Linked DNA regions of Columba livia: region 1 is linked to region 2. The links are chromatin contacts, called in public Hi-C maps. All regions are on one chromosome and are shown on one strand. The core of a region is the stretch at or near the end of the contact, and the rest is flanking DNA. Distances in the headings are between cores, read along the strand shown.

Region 1 (7,469 bases), core at 4,641-7,140, 94 kb after region 2:
CTGTACATGGCACTGGTGAGGCCCCACCTTGAACACTGTGTTTAGATTTGGGCTCCTCATCATAAGAAAGACATTGAGGTACTAGAGAGAGTGCAGAGGAGGTGACAAAACTGGTGAGGGGTCTGGAGCACAAGTCTGATGAGGAGTGGCTGAAGGAAGTGGGGCTGTTTAGCCTGGAGAAAAGGAGGCTGAGGGGAGACCTTATCACTGTCTACAGCTACCTGAAAGGAGGTTGTAGCATGGAGGGTGTTGGTCTTTTCTTCCAAGTAGCAAGTGATAGGACAAGAGGAAATGGCCTCAAGTCGCACCAGGGAGGTTTAGATTGGATATCAGGAAAAAAATACTTCACAGAAAGGGTTGTCAGGCATCGGAACAGGCTGCCCAGGGAAGTGGTGGAGGTGCTTAAAAGGTGTTTAGATTAGGTTCTTAGGAACATGGTTTAGTGTTAGGTTAATGGCTGAACTTGATCATTCTGAGGGTGTCTTCCAATCGAAATGATTCTATGATTCTATGACTTTGTCTCTCCTCTGTCCCAGAGCAAAGACAGTCACAAGAAGCATGCAGAGCAATCACATTTCAGAAACATATATTAACTTCACTGCCTAAAAGTATAAATAATTGTACAAGAAGGAAAGCTGCAGAGAGTCCGACCTTGAGCATGCTGGAATAAGTCTGTGAAACAAAATGACTACCTGATAAGGAATTTCTTTTTTTTTAGCTATTATTTCTAATGAGCAGGGTATCAACTGGCAATCGTGCTTGAGAAAAAGAAAGCCTGGATGAGTTTCTGTAAAACTGCTCAAAGCTAAAGGCCTGTCTGCAAAGGGATAAAGTCATGACACGAAACTACAGACACTTGGCAAACTCCTCATCAATCTTGAATTAGTGCCTGTACTGCACTCATGTTATTTGCTATTGCAGTACCATGTAAATCCTTCACAATGGTGATATTTTTGAAGTACTGCTGTACTGTCTGGTGTCCTGACATTATCAAGGCTCCTGGGGATGCCAGTGAGTGGCATTTCCTTCTTGCCTCCTTTACACTAAGTTTCCAAGCCAATCCTAACACGCTGCGAAGGGCCAGAATCTGCCTCATAAAGATTTAACCTGGCTCAGAAGGGAGTTTCTTCCTTCGCTGTCTCTTTGGGGCACGGGGACGCTTTACCTAGGATAACCCTGTCGCTTACTCGTTCCTGTCTCAGGATTCATGCACCGCTCTGCATCTGCAAAGAGGCGGCTGTGGGGAGAGCTGGTGGCTGTGAGCAGATGGACAGGGACTCTGCGCTGATTCACTTGTTGAGCTGTTTGATGTCCTGCAGGAAAAATGCTCACTTTGTGGTGTTAAAGAGAAATACTGCTAAGAACAAAAATCCCTGCAGGAATCACTGCACTCTGTATATACAGGAAACAAAACAGAAGATGAGGAAAAGACTTTGCCACAGTTCACAGGAGTTGCTACTGGGCCACTAATAGGAAGGAGGTACCTTCCCATCTGCCACAATACACAGGCTGCACCTGCAGGATCTTCCTTCTCTCTTCTTCCCCATGTGCAAACAAATGGGTGGATTCCTTTCAAACTGACTTAATGCCAGGGTAACATTTACAAATCTATTAACTTACTGACAGCCTGGTCCTGGGATCTCCAACAGTATGATGGAAGCTGCTAGATGCTTGCAGGAAAGACTGAGCAAAGGTTTCAGGACCAAGGTCACCAGGCACAGAGCGTGCCAAAAGAGCTGAAGCGTTATCTGACTCCATTCATTCACATCATTGTACACAATAAAATCAACAAGATGAAAGGCTCTTCATTTGTCTTATCAATTGGATTAAAAACAGTAAATACTGCAAAAATGAAACACCAATAGCTTTTTTTCAAACTTTATAACTTTTCTTTATGCTATATTTTCCTTATACTATGTCACTGCATTGCTTTTCTTCCTCTTCACTCTTTATTACTACACTTACTACAAACATCAACATTGTTTATGGGTAACTCCTTATTTTTCCCTACAGCTAAATAATGTGTAAATGAGGTGATGGCTACACCATATGTCCTCCACAACACCTGGAGAAACAAAACACAAAACAAACCAATGAAACAGTTCAAGCCCCTCCTCATACAAGCTGACAAAAATTGGAGTTTCCTAATATCTAGGAACTAATTCAACAATTTCAATGGGACTTTATGGAAACACAAAGATCACCTTGAGAGATCAAGTATTTATTACTATAATAAGATGATTTTGAACTACAGAATCACAGAATGTTAGGGATTGGAAGGAATCTCGAAAGATCATCTAGTCCAATCCCCCTGCTGGAGCGGGAACACCTAGATGAGGTTACACAGGAAGGCATCCAGGTGGGTTTTGAATGTCTCCAGAGAAGGAGACTCCACAACCTCCCTGAGGAGCCTGTTCCAGTGTTCTGTCACCCTCACTGAGAAGAAGTTTCTTCTCAAATTTAAGTGTAATCTCTTGTGTTCCAGTTTGAACCCATTACCCCTTGTCCTGTCATTGGGTATCATTAAGAAGAGCCTGGCTCCATCCTCGTGACACTCACCCTTTACATATTTGTAAACATTAACGAGGTCACCCCTTGGTCTCCTCCAAGCTAAAGAGCCCCAGCTCCCTCAGCCTTTCCTCATAAGGGAGATGCTCCACTCCCTTAATCATCTTTGTTACCCTGTGCTGGACTCTCTCCAGCAGTTCCCTGTCCTTCTGGAACTGAGGGAACCAGAACTGGACACAATATTCCAGATGTGGTCTCACCACGGCAGAGTAGAGGGGACGGAGAACCTCTCTCGATCTACTAACCACCCCCCTCCCAATACACCCCAGAATGCCACTGGCCTTCCTGGCCACAAGGGCACAGTGCTGGCTCATGGTCATCCTGCTGTCCACCAGGACCCCCAGGCCCCTTTCCCCTAGTAATAGAGCCAAAAGACGCCATGTGCCCTGAAGTAGTGAAATCACTACTTTGCCTCATATTTCAGAATACTTTTACAATGTATAGCCAACCCATAGTAGCGACATATCTCTACTTGCACTAATGATTTTGTGAATGACTGAGCAGCACTGCCTGCTCCACATTCTTCAGGCAAAAAAGGGCTGCCAGAAGGGAGGGCCATGGGCGAGGTGAGCTTTGTATCGCCCTTTCTGTTCTTCCCATCCCAGGGCACCTCTTTATTCTCAAGAGTATTTAAGCACTGATAGTACTATGTCAAAACAATACAAAACTATAAAAACACCAATTCATTTTTATGACCCTCAACAAATACCCAACGTTACCACAGTTGTACAAAGCATGCAGTCATAGATTTAACAGGTAGGAGAGAAATGAGTAGTATTTAATATTTTACTTCAACTGACACATCAAAAAAAATTCAAACTGAAGCCCCTGATATTCCTGTGTCAGATTCAGTTTCCGTTTTCACCTCCCCAGTATGGTAATTACAACCCTGAGCCCACTGGGAACCAGTTGCACACCAACACGCTTCAGCGGGGGAAGGAGAGGTTTCCCGATGAAGTTAGTACAAGATGCAGCAGCGGATGCTTTGACTTCCAGTGAATTTGTGGTGTTCCTTGCTCAAGACATCTAATTGTTTTAACTACCAAGATGAAATATCTGGCTAACTGTTGTCCAGGGCAACTGACAAGATACTGACAAGCTTTTAAAGGTGGCCATTGAACAGGTGAAGGCTCTTCCGGAAAAACAAGGCTTTAGCCACCACACTCATCATTCCTCAGTTCAAGCTGGGCAAGCAGAACTTTGTGTCTGCACTTAGTCACTGAAGTCAACAGGGCGTAGGCATCTGGACCCAGGCACCCACCTGGTGTGACTTCACTGCAGGGTCAGCACCTGAAATAGTTTGTTGCCAACGTGACACCTCTGTCATAGCACAGAGGGAGGTACCTACACTGCCACATGTCAGTTTGGACTTCATCCCTCTGCCTTGCAGACACTCCCAGTGCCACGCATTGGGAATCAGCAGGCAGCTTGCTAATGCTTTTTCCTAGCAAATGACAACCCTTTCTGAAATGTTTTGAAGGCCCACAAAGTCTTCCTGGAAACTTGGTGATGCTGAGCTTTCACACAAACGTCGCAAATGAAAGCTACCTTAAAATACTATCATTACCCTAAAACACAATCCCTCTAAAATGGGGAAAAGGAGGTTGGTATTAGCCAAAAATGTTAATGGGCACGATTCCTAGAAAGCTGTGGCAAATAATACATATAGCAACATCAACCAGTTAGCAAGCTTTACATTTTCTAAGCCCAGTGCCCCAGGAAAATTCACTGAATTTTAATGCAAATGACTGAACATTTGTCAAGTTTTTTTGTGCTCAACCTTTTACAGATTTTGAATTACATAACCAGTTTGTCATCAATCACAAAGTCTTACTGAAGTGACTTCAAAAAAAAATTATATAGAAACAAAGGAAGAGTATACTTGTAAATCACAGTTCAATGAAAATCTTTTCATACCCTCCTGTCCCTTGATATTCCAAGCATCTTTTTAATTGTCACTTCTCTTTCTACTACTTCTGTCGAATGCAATTCCTAACCAGCACTCAACTACCAAGAGAACAGATGAGAAAACCTTCTTCAGACCCAGTGCCTGTGCTGGACCAAGCACCTGTCTGGAAGGTACAGATAACCTGTATTCCTCACAGCAAGGGCATCCACACCACGACAGCACATGCCTTGCTGCCAAAGGCAGCTTTGTGTGAGCACCATTGTCAACCAACGCACAGACATGGGTTAACTGGCTTCTGCGGGAAGCCTGTTTTCATTCATTAACTACGACCTCTGGTCTAGGACCCGCGGAGGAGGAAGCACGCAGGCGAGTTAAAACAAAGTGCCTGTTTTCCCTCCGAAAGTTTTTGAGTCTCAAAATCCTGCACAAAACTCCATTCCGCTGTCATCTGAGTGAAAAACAATAGTAGGCACTCACATACATAAGCCCCGTGTGAGAGTTTGCAAGACCAGCCCCTGCGGAGGGCCACCTGCCAACAGGAAGAAGTGGTGAGGAGGAATTTGGATCCAGCTGCTGTCCTCCCTCAGCCAAACAATGCCACGCGATAAACAGCATTCAGGACTTTTTTGAATCATCAATCACACTGAGAGCATCCATGTCTGTCATTTTCACTCCCTGGTTGCCAGGAGGAAGACTAAGGCTTCTGAGCTGGAGCTCACTGAGAACTGATCCCCTGTTTCCTGTCACAGCTGTATCAGAGGGACTGGGCCCAGGAGAGGTGGGAAGAGCAGGGCGAGGGAAGAAGAAGAAATGACAAAGTGCCTCAGCATAGGGCTGACTCAAGCTGTGAAATTCATCACAAGTAAACACTCTACAAAAATCTCGTAGCTGTCTTGCAGCCTCATTTTGCATGTCAGCTTCTGACAGAAAGGTAGAGTGGAAGGAGAAAGAGGGGATAACTCAGGATCTGCAGTCCTTATTATGATGATATGTAGTGCTGAACACCAGGAAATGAACAACGATCACATGCTCAGTGGGTCACTGTGGCAGGTGTAACTCAACCTTAATACCACACAGCCTACTGCACCTTCAGATTTAGCGCAGGTAGCACCTGCGTAAAGCACGCCAATAAATGCACTTGCTGTTCACAGGCAGTAACAAAAAGGGTTAAGAAAACAACCAGGCTGCAGCTAGAAATTCCACAGCGCTTCCCTTCACAGAGCTGCAAACTGTGCGTCTCCCTGGGATAAAACAGACCGAGGAAGTGCCCTGAAGATCAACCAGTTAAACACATTGAAACGCCGCTGCCACCGGCAGACACGTATGGCTGGAAAGCTCAGGAGACTCGGAGCATCACGGCCCGTCACTCGGCAGGTCCTCCGGCATGGCCACTCCCCGGCGTCCGGGGCAGCCCACCTTTCGGCTACGCATCGGAGCCGGATTCACCGCCTTGCAGCCGAGGAACCCCCCTCTCCTTCCTCCCGCCTCGGCCCCTGGTGAACACCCAGCATCTGGGTACTACCTGCGTTTATCAGCAGAGCCATCCCGTGTCTTCAGTCATTCAAGGAATTTAACAGCCTGGAAATTCCTGTTGTCCATTATTTGAGGTCACAGATAAAAGCTAAACAGCAGCCGTGACTCCCATCAATCATAAGTCACTCACTGATAGAGTGTATGGTAGGAGACCTACTGATGTAAGCTAGTCACCAGAGAAAATACCCACTGATGACGCATATCCAGGCACAAAAATAGTTACAGGGCCCCCAAAGGGATTATTCAACAGCCTACATTTAGATATTCTTACAAGAGACCCACAGTCAATTTGCTGCTATTAGATGGCTGGGGAACATTGAAGTTTAAGTTTCCTCAGCAGACATAACCACAAATAGCTGGTTTAAATAAACTACTGCAATTACAAGCTGTTTTGTAAATTTTAACACTGCATTATAGGGATTAAGTGTAAACAGAACCACTGGCTATAAAATGTCGTATAGCCTTTGCTCCTACTATTTACCAATTCCTTCTGTATATCAGCCAACAATGAAAATAACAATTTAAAATTAATTCACAAATTAAGTCCCTTGTGCTACCCAAAAGCAATGCTTGTTATAAATAGAAGTTTCTATACATGTGAAGTCGGGTGGGATTTTCTGGTGATGCTTCAATGCTGTTTGCATCAACTTCATTGTACAATACTTTTGGCTTAATTTTTACTCCTCTTCGGCATTTGCCTCTCTATTACTCAAAAAAAGAAAAACAAAAAGACCTGAATAGTTAATCTTTCATCCACAAATAAAAACCATGTAGAGGTAAATGACTGATGACATACAAAACCATGTACCATGTACCTGCTTTGAGCATGGGCTAGAAAGATGACCCCAGGGATCCCATCTATCCTACGCTACTCTATGATTCTGTGCAACTGGATTTTTTTTTCCACATCAATATAAAGATAAAAAAATAATACCTTAAATTAACCAATCAACTAGTAATCCCACAACACTCTCGCCCCCTGAAACAGCTGCAGGATCCTTCTCATGCCCTCACAGTAATCAAACTTACTAGGATATAACTGAGCCTATCATCACTGCTGATAGTGAAACACTGACTCCGCATTTCTGCCAATATTAAAATCTTATTTTTTTAAATTAACTGATTTTAACATCCAAGCCCCCTTTTCAGAAGATAATTTGGTGCTTATGAGTCTAAAAGTTAATGACTTTCTATTGCATATTTAAAATCTAAATACACCAAAGTACTTTGTGCCTCTGATGCCTACTTCATTGACATACTTTTGGAAAACATTAGCTAGCCAAACAAACACTGGTGTTTACCCTGTAAAGCAGGAGAAAGAAATGTCCCAGGCTACAAACTTCTACCTCACTTTCTACATCTGTGATAAAATTATTAAAAATAACATGAAAAATTATTTTTAATACAACTGTTTTGCAAAGCCCTCATGTTTCTCTCATGCGTAAAGATGCTGGCAGCC
Region 2 (7,640 bases), core at 4-2,503:
TCTGTATGTTAAGAAACAACCTGAAACTGGGAGAGGAACAAGGAGCACTGAGAATAATTTATTAATATGTCACAAGAAGAAAATAGCTTATGTAAGTTATGAACTAGCTATACAAGCAGACCGAGTGGCCCTACGCCATTGAAGGGCTTTGAAACAGCCAGTCCATGCTGGAAAAACTATTCACTAATTTTCACATGTAAATTTTTCACAGCAAGGTGGAAACATCAGAAATAATAATATCAGCATCTGCCTGAGGACTGTTGCTACCTTCTCATAACCTTTTTTTTTTTTTTTTTTTTGCATCTGGTTCCATTTATGACTCATACTTCCCAAACAAGCCATATGTTGCTGCAGAAGGCCTTTAACTTTGCTTGATTCGTATTGAGCTGCATTCCTGGCTGTCAGCCAAGTAAATGTAATAAAACCACTTTTTCCATCAAAAAATAAAAATGAAATCCCATTTGCAGGGAGATTTAATTAGCAGCCAGTAAGTCATTTTGGTGTTGAAAGCATGCACACTCATGTTTTGTTATAGCCTGATTTGCACCTTCAAACTCTATTGTAGCATTTCATTCGTTATAACACAGCAAGGTTTTGCTTCCCCCCCACCAGCTTTCGTTCCACTGCAGATTCTGTGGCATTTGAATGATGGCAAATTTGGGGAAAATATTACAGCCTCTGAGTTCTTCTCTCTGGATGTCACATTGTGCATCACCTCTTTAGAACATTGTGACATTGATGATTTTAGCACCCCGAACACAGAGCTGACAACAGTAATTTCTGCTGAAATAGGCAGTCTATCAAGAAACTAGTGTATAAAATCAGGAGCTGGCATCCCATTAAAGCCCGCAGAATACAGATGACTAAATCATCATCACTGCTGATGTTTCTGAAACTAACACATCGAAGTTGGAGGGGGAAAGAGACTCTATCCTGCCTTTTTAAAACAGGCAGTGACTTTCTTCTTCATTGCCCTTTTTAATTTATCAAAATTCTCAGGTAATGAGCATTGTGACAACACATTTTTGGCTCCTGCTTCATATTCCTCCAGGGAGGGGTAACGTTTGACACCATTGGCATTATTTTGAATACCTTAATTTTAAGAAAAACAGCAAACCAAGCTGTTCAAGGGTTTAGCTTGTCCCCTTTCCTGGAAAATCAGACTGCAGGAGCCAGGAAACTTTGTGAGCTCCAGGATACAGAATTTCCAAGTATTTTTTGGGAGCTGGTGGGGCACTGATGGGCCAGGGCAGCCTCAAGCATTGCATTCCCCAGCCACAGCCATCCTGGAGCCCCCCCGCCAGCCCCCCTGCCATACCCCATGGGCTCAGTCCCCCAACCAGCACTGCCCCACCAGTGGCTTTCCTGGCAGTGGCGGAGGCCACTCACAGCTGCGCAGTAGCAGCCAGAGAGCAAGCCCAGCCAAATTTTAGGCTGCTTAAAGCAGCATTAACTCCCACTTGGATTTCTGCATGGAAATCCAGCGAGTTAGCGCAGGGCAGTGCTCTAGACGGTGGCTGATCCTTTGCTCTTGCAGCCTGGCAGGGATCCAGCTCTGCAGAGAGCCAGCAAAAACCTTTCAGGGGATCCCGCAGAGCAGGGGCAACACCACGGGGGTGTTATCCCCCCTCAGCTTCTTCCCGCTGCTTGTGTTAATTGATGGAGCAGGCAACGGGGCTCAGCTTATGAAATCACCCAGCTCCCTTCAACCCCCACCCTGAGAGATCAGCTGGATATGAATCCCTCCTGCTTGCAGCAGGACCAGAGGAAATACAGATGGAAAAAACTATTAGGCTATTTAGCTCATCTTCTGCCAGAGAAGGACTGCTCCACGCCTTTGTGTTTTTTTGTTTTGTTTTGTTTTTTTGCAGAGTTAAAAGCCCCCCATCTCTACTGAGCGTCCAAAGAAGACTTCTGAAAGATTTAAGATGAGTCCAAGATGTCTCTCTGTATGCATCTCATGAGTTAAAATGTCACCAAGAAATATGAAACAGAGAGGAAAGACTGTCACAAAACTGATCAAAGCCTCCACTTTATCATTTTCATTTTTTCTGTCAGTAAAAAGCAACAGGCAATTTCAACCATGAACGTTTCATTGTTGTTTCATTCTTTTTTTTTTTCCATATTACTTTCTGTCTAAATATGGATGTTGTGAAGGGAAGAAAGATTGTGAGAAATAACAAATGGAAGTGAAGTGCCAGACGTCATTAAGTTAGTCATTAAGAAGTTTTTAAGGGCCAGATTTTCACATGTACCCAGAATCCAGTAGTTTCTGCTGAGAACAAGTGCTCAGCACTTTTGAAATCTCTGACCACTTAATCTAAGTGCCTCAACCAAAGAGTCCAGCTCTTCAGAAAACCTGGCTTTTCAAATAGCCACTCTTCCGAAGTAACCCTTCCCTTTGCAGATTATGAGTATATATCCATTTAGGAAGAATAAGCACACAGTTCCTCCCCCAAGCCTTTGTTTTCCTTCCAGACTACACAATGCCACTGTGTAGAGGGCCAGTGCTAATATGCCTGGAGGATTCAGGGCATTTACACCAGCGCTCGGGATATTTGGGGACCAGCTCCTTCCACGACCCAGAGCTGCCTCCCTCAGCCACCCCACCCTAGCAAAGCACAGCTGAACCAGGCAAAGACCTTCTCTCCTGTAGGAGCAGATAGGAAAGAAAGAAGTTGAAATGGCAAAATGCCAAGTACTCTGACATCCCTGCAACTTTAGCAGCGAGATTTCTCACCACCTCATGGAAACAAGCCTTCAGAGACTGCAGCTCCTGCTGTTAAAATGAATGTGGAAACTCCATTAGTTTCTATGGCATGGTGTCAGCCTCTTCTTGTATTCTGGCAGGGGAGTGGGAAAAGAAATGCTGTTCTCCAGTACGGAGCCCAATCTGTCTCCACTGGCTTTCTCCATCTTGCTGGGTGTTCACGGGGCCGTGCACACTGCCATGCCTATTCATCCTGGCTGCTTTGCTTAGCAATGTTCCTGTCAGTTACGAGATGTCACTCATCAGGAAAGAATGTGAAAAGGCAGTTTATGTGGTAATATTGTTTTTGTTTTTGGTTAAGCCTGCTGCTGATCAAGGTCTCCTCATCATGTTGGCTTCAGAATGAATATTCACACAATGCAGAAGAAAAGCAGGGAAACTCACTAGAGCAGAAATTTTTACTGTTTTTTCAAAAGCTGTTGTTTTCTTCTACCGCTGCTCCCACCATCCTGCAGTCCAGCCTGCAAGCAGCCAAGCACATACAGGTTATTTGTATGCTTGAACAGCCCTCAGAGGTATTAGGCTCCCTAACTCCCTCAGCTGCTCTGCAGCAGAAGTGCACTGGCACCACTGGAGCTTGCTTGATGCATGTTGGGTGAGGGGCCTGCCTGTAGGAGATGATTTTGACACGTACAACAATGCACAGCGCAATAGGAGGCCACCCGTTTCTTAAAGCTGACGGGTAAATGTCACCAAGGCGGCGTGCGCAGCCAGTTGCCAGCATGGAGAGCCAGTAGTCCCTGAATGGCAGTTCATCCTTTGTGGGGATTTCAGTGGTTCATGGTCCTTGCAGGGATCTGCTCCCAAGGACATGTGTAATCCACTTCTGCCTCCACAGTGGTCCAGGTCAAGATCATCTTGTATAAAAAGATGGAGATATTTATCTTTTGCTTAAATTCAATCTCATGCCTAATAAAGCCCTACACATACGAACCATATGTACATGGCACCTCTATACGCACTAATTAAAGGAACTCTTAAAAAGAGTTTTCCTTAACAAACACAATCATTTGGAGAAGACTTATGTACACACAACCAATCAACTTCTTATAGCTCACGTAAGCATCACACAGGAGCAAAAGCCAAGTGGTTCACAGTGAAAGCTGTTTCCCACATTCCTGTTGCTGTCAGTGATACCGAATCCAGTTAAAAGCAGACATACTGAAGACAGCACAAACACATGTGGGAAACGTAGCATACAGAAAGTCCCCAAGAATAATTGCAGAACAAGTCAAACTATCCAGCACTTTCATCTTAAATTGAGCCTACATTAACCATAGGTTCAAGGCCTGTGTTTAGTGTATGTAATTTGTCTTTAAGAAAATGGTGCAGGGACATCATCACAGTAATAAACTCCATTAGTACATGGACTGCTGATTTTTTCATGCAGGCAATGTAACTGAAAACAAACAAACAAACAAAACCACCAACCTCAAAGCAGTGGCTAGACCAAGATATATGATGTGATGTGCAGGTTTTGCATTGAATATCCTGGATTTACTTTAAGGGCATTCTTCAGAGAACATTGATTGAGATTTTCAGGGGTGGCTAAATGACTTAAAAGGATAAGTCCCATTGGCTTGTTCCACTGTGCAGTGGAATAAATCAATAAGGCTTGTTGTCCCTCAGCTGTTCAGGGTAAAACCCAATAAAGGGCTCAGGCAGTGCAGCACCTAAATTTTGGGGCTTGGTCCTTACTCTGAACTGTTAGTCTGCCCCACCCTCCCCCCCCTCCTATTGGACATGGGAGAGTCAATCACCTCAGAAAGGAGCTGGAATCTAAGCAGTGTTTGAAACCATCCTCTCCAAGCTGTCTTGAAGGCTGTGGGCAGGGAACTTCTTTGGCTCTGTCCCTGTCCTTCAAAAGTCTCTCTCACACCACTCTATTCACTGGCTTTCCAGATGGCTCTCTCTGTACTAAGCAGGGCACATTCAAAGAGCTTTTCTTCTTGGAGACAACAGGCTACAATCTCGCTGATCCAATCAATCTTGAATTTCTAGCTTCACAGTAGCAGAACTGCAGCAGGAAAGAAAATACTCTTTTACTCCTTGTAGGGTGCTTAGGGCACCTCTCCTAGGAGACTGGAGTTGTTGATCTAGAAGAGGAGAAGTTTCAACACAGAATTTTGGGGTTCTTTAGGTACTCAGAGAGGGGGGCCAAGTCATTAGGCTAATCCTTAAGAGGTGAAGACAGCACTTGCCATAAGAATAATTCAAAATGGAGTCCCATTTTCTCAGGTCAGGTATTTTCAAAGACCCACTCAGTAGGGCAGGTCCCTTGGAGGACCTAGGCCAAGAAATGTGTTTCTGGTGTCCAGCTCAGTTTGGAAGCGAATGAAGAATGAAGCAGTTCCAAGAAGTCCAGTTCATGCTCAAAAGCAGAACTCAAGGAAACAGCCTCAAACCAGGAGGTGCCACTGGGGTAAAACAGGAGCTGACTGCAGTGTTCTGGGATTGAAATTTTTGTACTTAAGTACCATTTGGGTCTGTTAAAGCTAACAATGTCATTCATCGGTACTAAGTCTTACTCACTACTGGCAATGTGTCCTGCAGTGGGGAAATCTCCATAAAGGTATTTAACATGTGATGGAGTCACTACCCTGAGTCAGAATCTAAAGCTTCAGAAGAGGATCGTGCAGGCAGTTATATCAGACCAATATGGTCTCTGTTTTGCTGACGCACATAAATCCTGAAGTGACTCTGGTGACAGTATTCCGCGAGAAGAGAATGAAGAGTGCTTGCCAGAGCATCTGTATTTCACTTGTGCTTTGCAGAAAAGACATATGGATCTTCATAGACAATTATAACCTCCTCGAACAATATAATAGGTAATTATATTCCTGACATAGAAATTCTATAGCATACTGCATATAAAAATCCTCATCTGGTTCTGCAGTTTTCTAGAGTGCCCTGTTGAATCTCTTCTTTTCTTCCCTTTTGAAAACACAGAACCTTTACATCAGAGACCTCAGAGTCAACCTCCTCCCCATCACCCTCAGAGGGGCTGTCAGCACAGAGAGGTGGACACCACCACCCCGGCCAGGAGCTGCGCAGCTGTGTCCCTGCAGTGCTGAGCCTCGAGGCACGGGGTGACAGCCCAGCACGGCGGGGCACAAACGCAGCCCCATGCCACTGTCAGTGCTGTGGGCTAGGAGGGAACTGTGCCGGGCAGAGCGGACAGAGCGCTCCGGAAATTCTCTGCCCCCAGTCCTGGGTGCTGTACCTGCTGTGGCAGTTCCAAAAATTGCTCATGCCTGGGAAAATTTTATCGGACGTGTTTGCCTTTGTCCTCACCCCTGCCAAAATGTGAAAAGTGGTCATCATCTACGCCTAGGATTTGTATAAGGATATGATTTTTTCAAAGCACTGTACAAACATTAACTCATTAAGAAAATACAGTTAAGATCATAAGTACCTGAAACCTCTTTAGGGTTGTCCCATTGTAACCCAAAAATATCACGTGTAATTTCAGTGATACTGGCTCAATGATTACAAAAAAAAAAAATCCTGAGGCTGAAAAGGTAGATGGTAAATTGCAGATGCAAATTAATTAAATTAGTCAAACAAGCCAGAAGTAACTCCCACAGTAAGGGGGTTGCTTATAAAGGCAATGTCAATAGAGCATTTACCATTGGGGGTTGCCTGGTTCCCTTTTAATAAAATATCTGTGATTACTTGATTAGTTGATCGTTGTGCAGAGCATTTTGTTCTCAATACAGCCATGCAGCCAAGAGAGAGGCTTTTATCAGATAAAGTCATTTATTTAAAATGTACAATTGACTTCTTTTTTTCTTTTCCCTTTTTTTTTTTTTATGGAAGCATGATCCAACAAGCTCCTTGCCTCCAACTACATATACTGCTTTTCCTCTCTCGAGTCTGAGATGAGCCAGTTTTCTGGCACACATTTATCTTGGCAAGGTTGCCACAATGATCTGGGAAAAAAGGTAGGAAGGCTGCATCGGATATGAGAAACTAACCTTTAATGGTCAGAAGTGGTCACTATCCATTATGGTATTACACTCGTCATATGTCATCATGCTAGATTTGCGACAAAGTACCAGCTGTGGTTCTGCCCCCACATGGTATTTTTGAAGAAATAAACTGTGTTAGTCTGATAATATCTGAGGACAATAGATGATCCACATTTTTTGCTGCCGCTCACATTCTTAAGGGCAGTCCTTGTGTGGGAAAGTAGTGCTTGAGAATAAAAGGTTCTAACAATATACTGGAACATCAATAAACTTGGAAAATTCAAAGAACACATGAAAACTAGACACCTCATGCATATAAGTTTATATTTATTTCTTTTTAAAGAACACTCTTTAAATGTAAGTCAATATACAAACTTGGTTTCACAGATTTATAATCCACTAAATAGCACAAAATATAATCCAGGTCGTCGGTATCTTTCACCTCTGTGTGTGTGTTGTGTGTGTGTTGATTGTGTGTGTGCGCACATGTGCACGCTCGCATGCTGCTGGTAGCAGGAACCCACCACGCGTGTACAAACACAAGCCCGGGCATCTCCTGACTTCCCTCTGGAGCAAACCTCACCCGGATGGAGACCCTGTTCTGGAAGACTGGGACTTTCCTGCCCGTCGATCCCGCTCCTTGGAGGCCGAGGGGGCCAGCAGGGCCGCGTTCCTCCGGCCGCCGGACTGGACGAGACGGGACGGGACGGGACGGGACGGGATCGGACGGGACGGGGCCTCTCCTGACGCTGACCCGAGCACCGCAGTGGGGAGCGCCCAGCCGTGCTGTTCAAGGGCAAGGAAACGCCTTTTATTTCCCCCCTTCCAAGCCCCTCTCTGACACTCCAGGGCACCTCCGCTTGACACCTCGGCCCGGCGGTCAGCCCTTGGCGAGCACT

Evidence for each region. A called contact is a pair of places that touch in the nucleus more often than the background predicts.
Region 1: a contact with region 2 is called in a Hi-C map of liver, with 1.9 times the contacts expected there. The contact joins two enhancer-like sites.

Annotation. Positions count from the first base shown.
Region 1 is chr3:63,207,386-63,214,854 of bColLiv1.pat.W.v2, forward strand. The region is part of intron 4 of HIVEP2 (HIVEP zinc finger 2); the gene reads right to left. Among named protein-coding and RNA genes, the nearest start is that of HIVEP2, 55 kb to the right of the region's middle. Within about 2 kb of position 5,891, at least 1 of the 3 cell types and tissues checked has an H3K27ac peak away from gene starts, as active enhancers do.
Region 2 is chr3:63,117,993-63,125,632 of bColLiv1.pat.W.v2, forward strand. HIVEP2 (HIVEP zinc finger 2) reads right to left here. Exons shown (of 12, transcript XM_065057236.1): 12 at 7,049-7,640. Among named protein-coding and RNA genes, the nearest start is that of HIVEP2, 140 kb to the right of the region's middle. Within about 2 kb of position 1,254, at least 1 of the 3 cell types and tissues checked has an H3K27ac peak away from gene starts, as active enhancers do.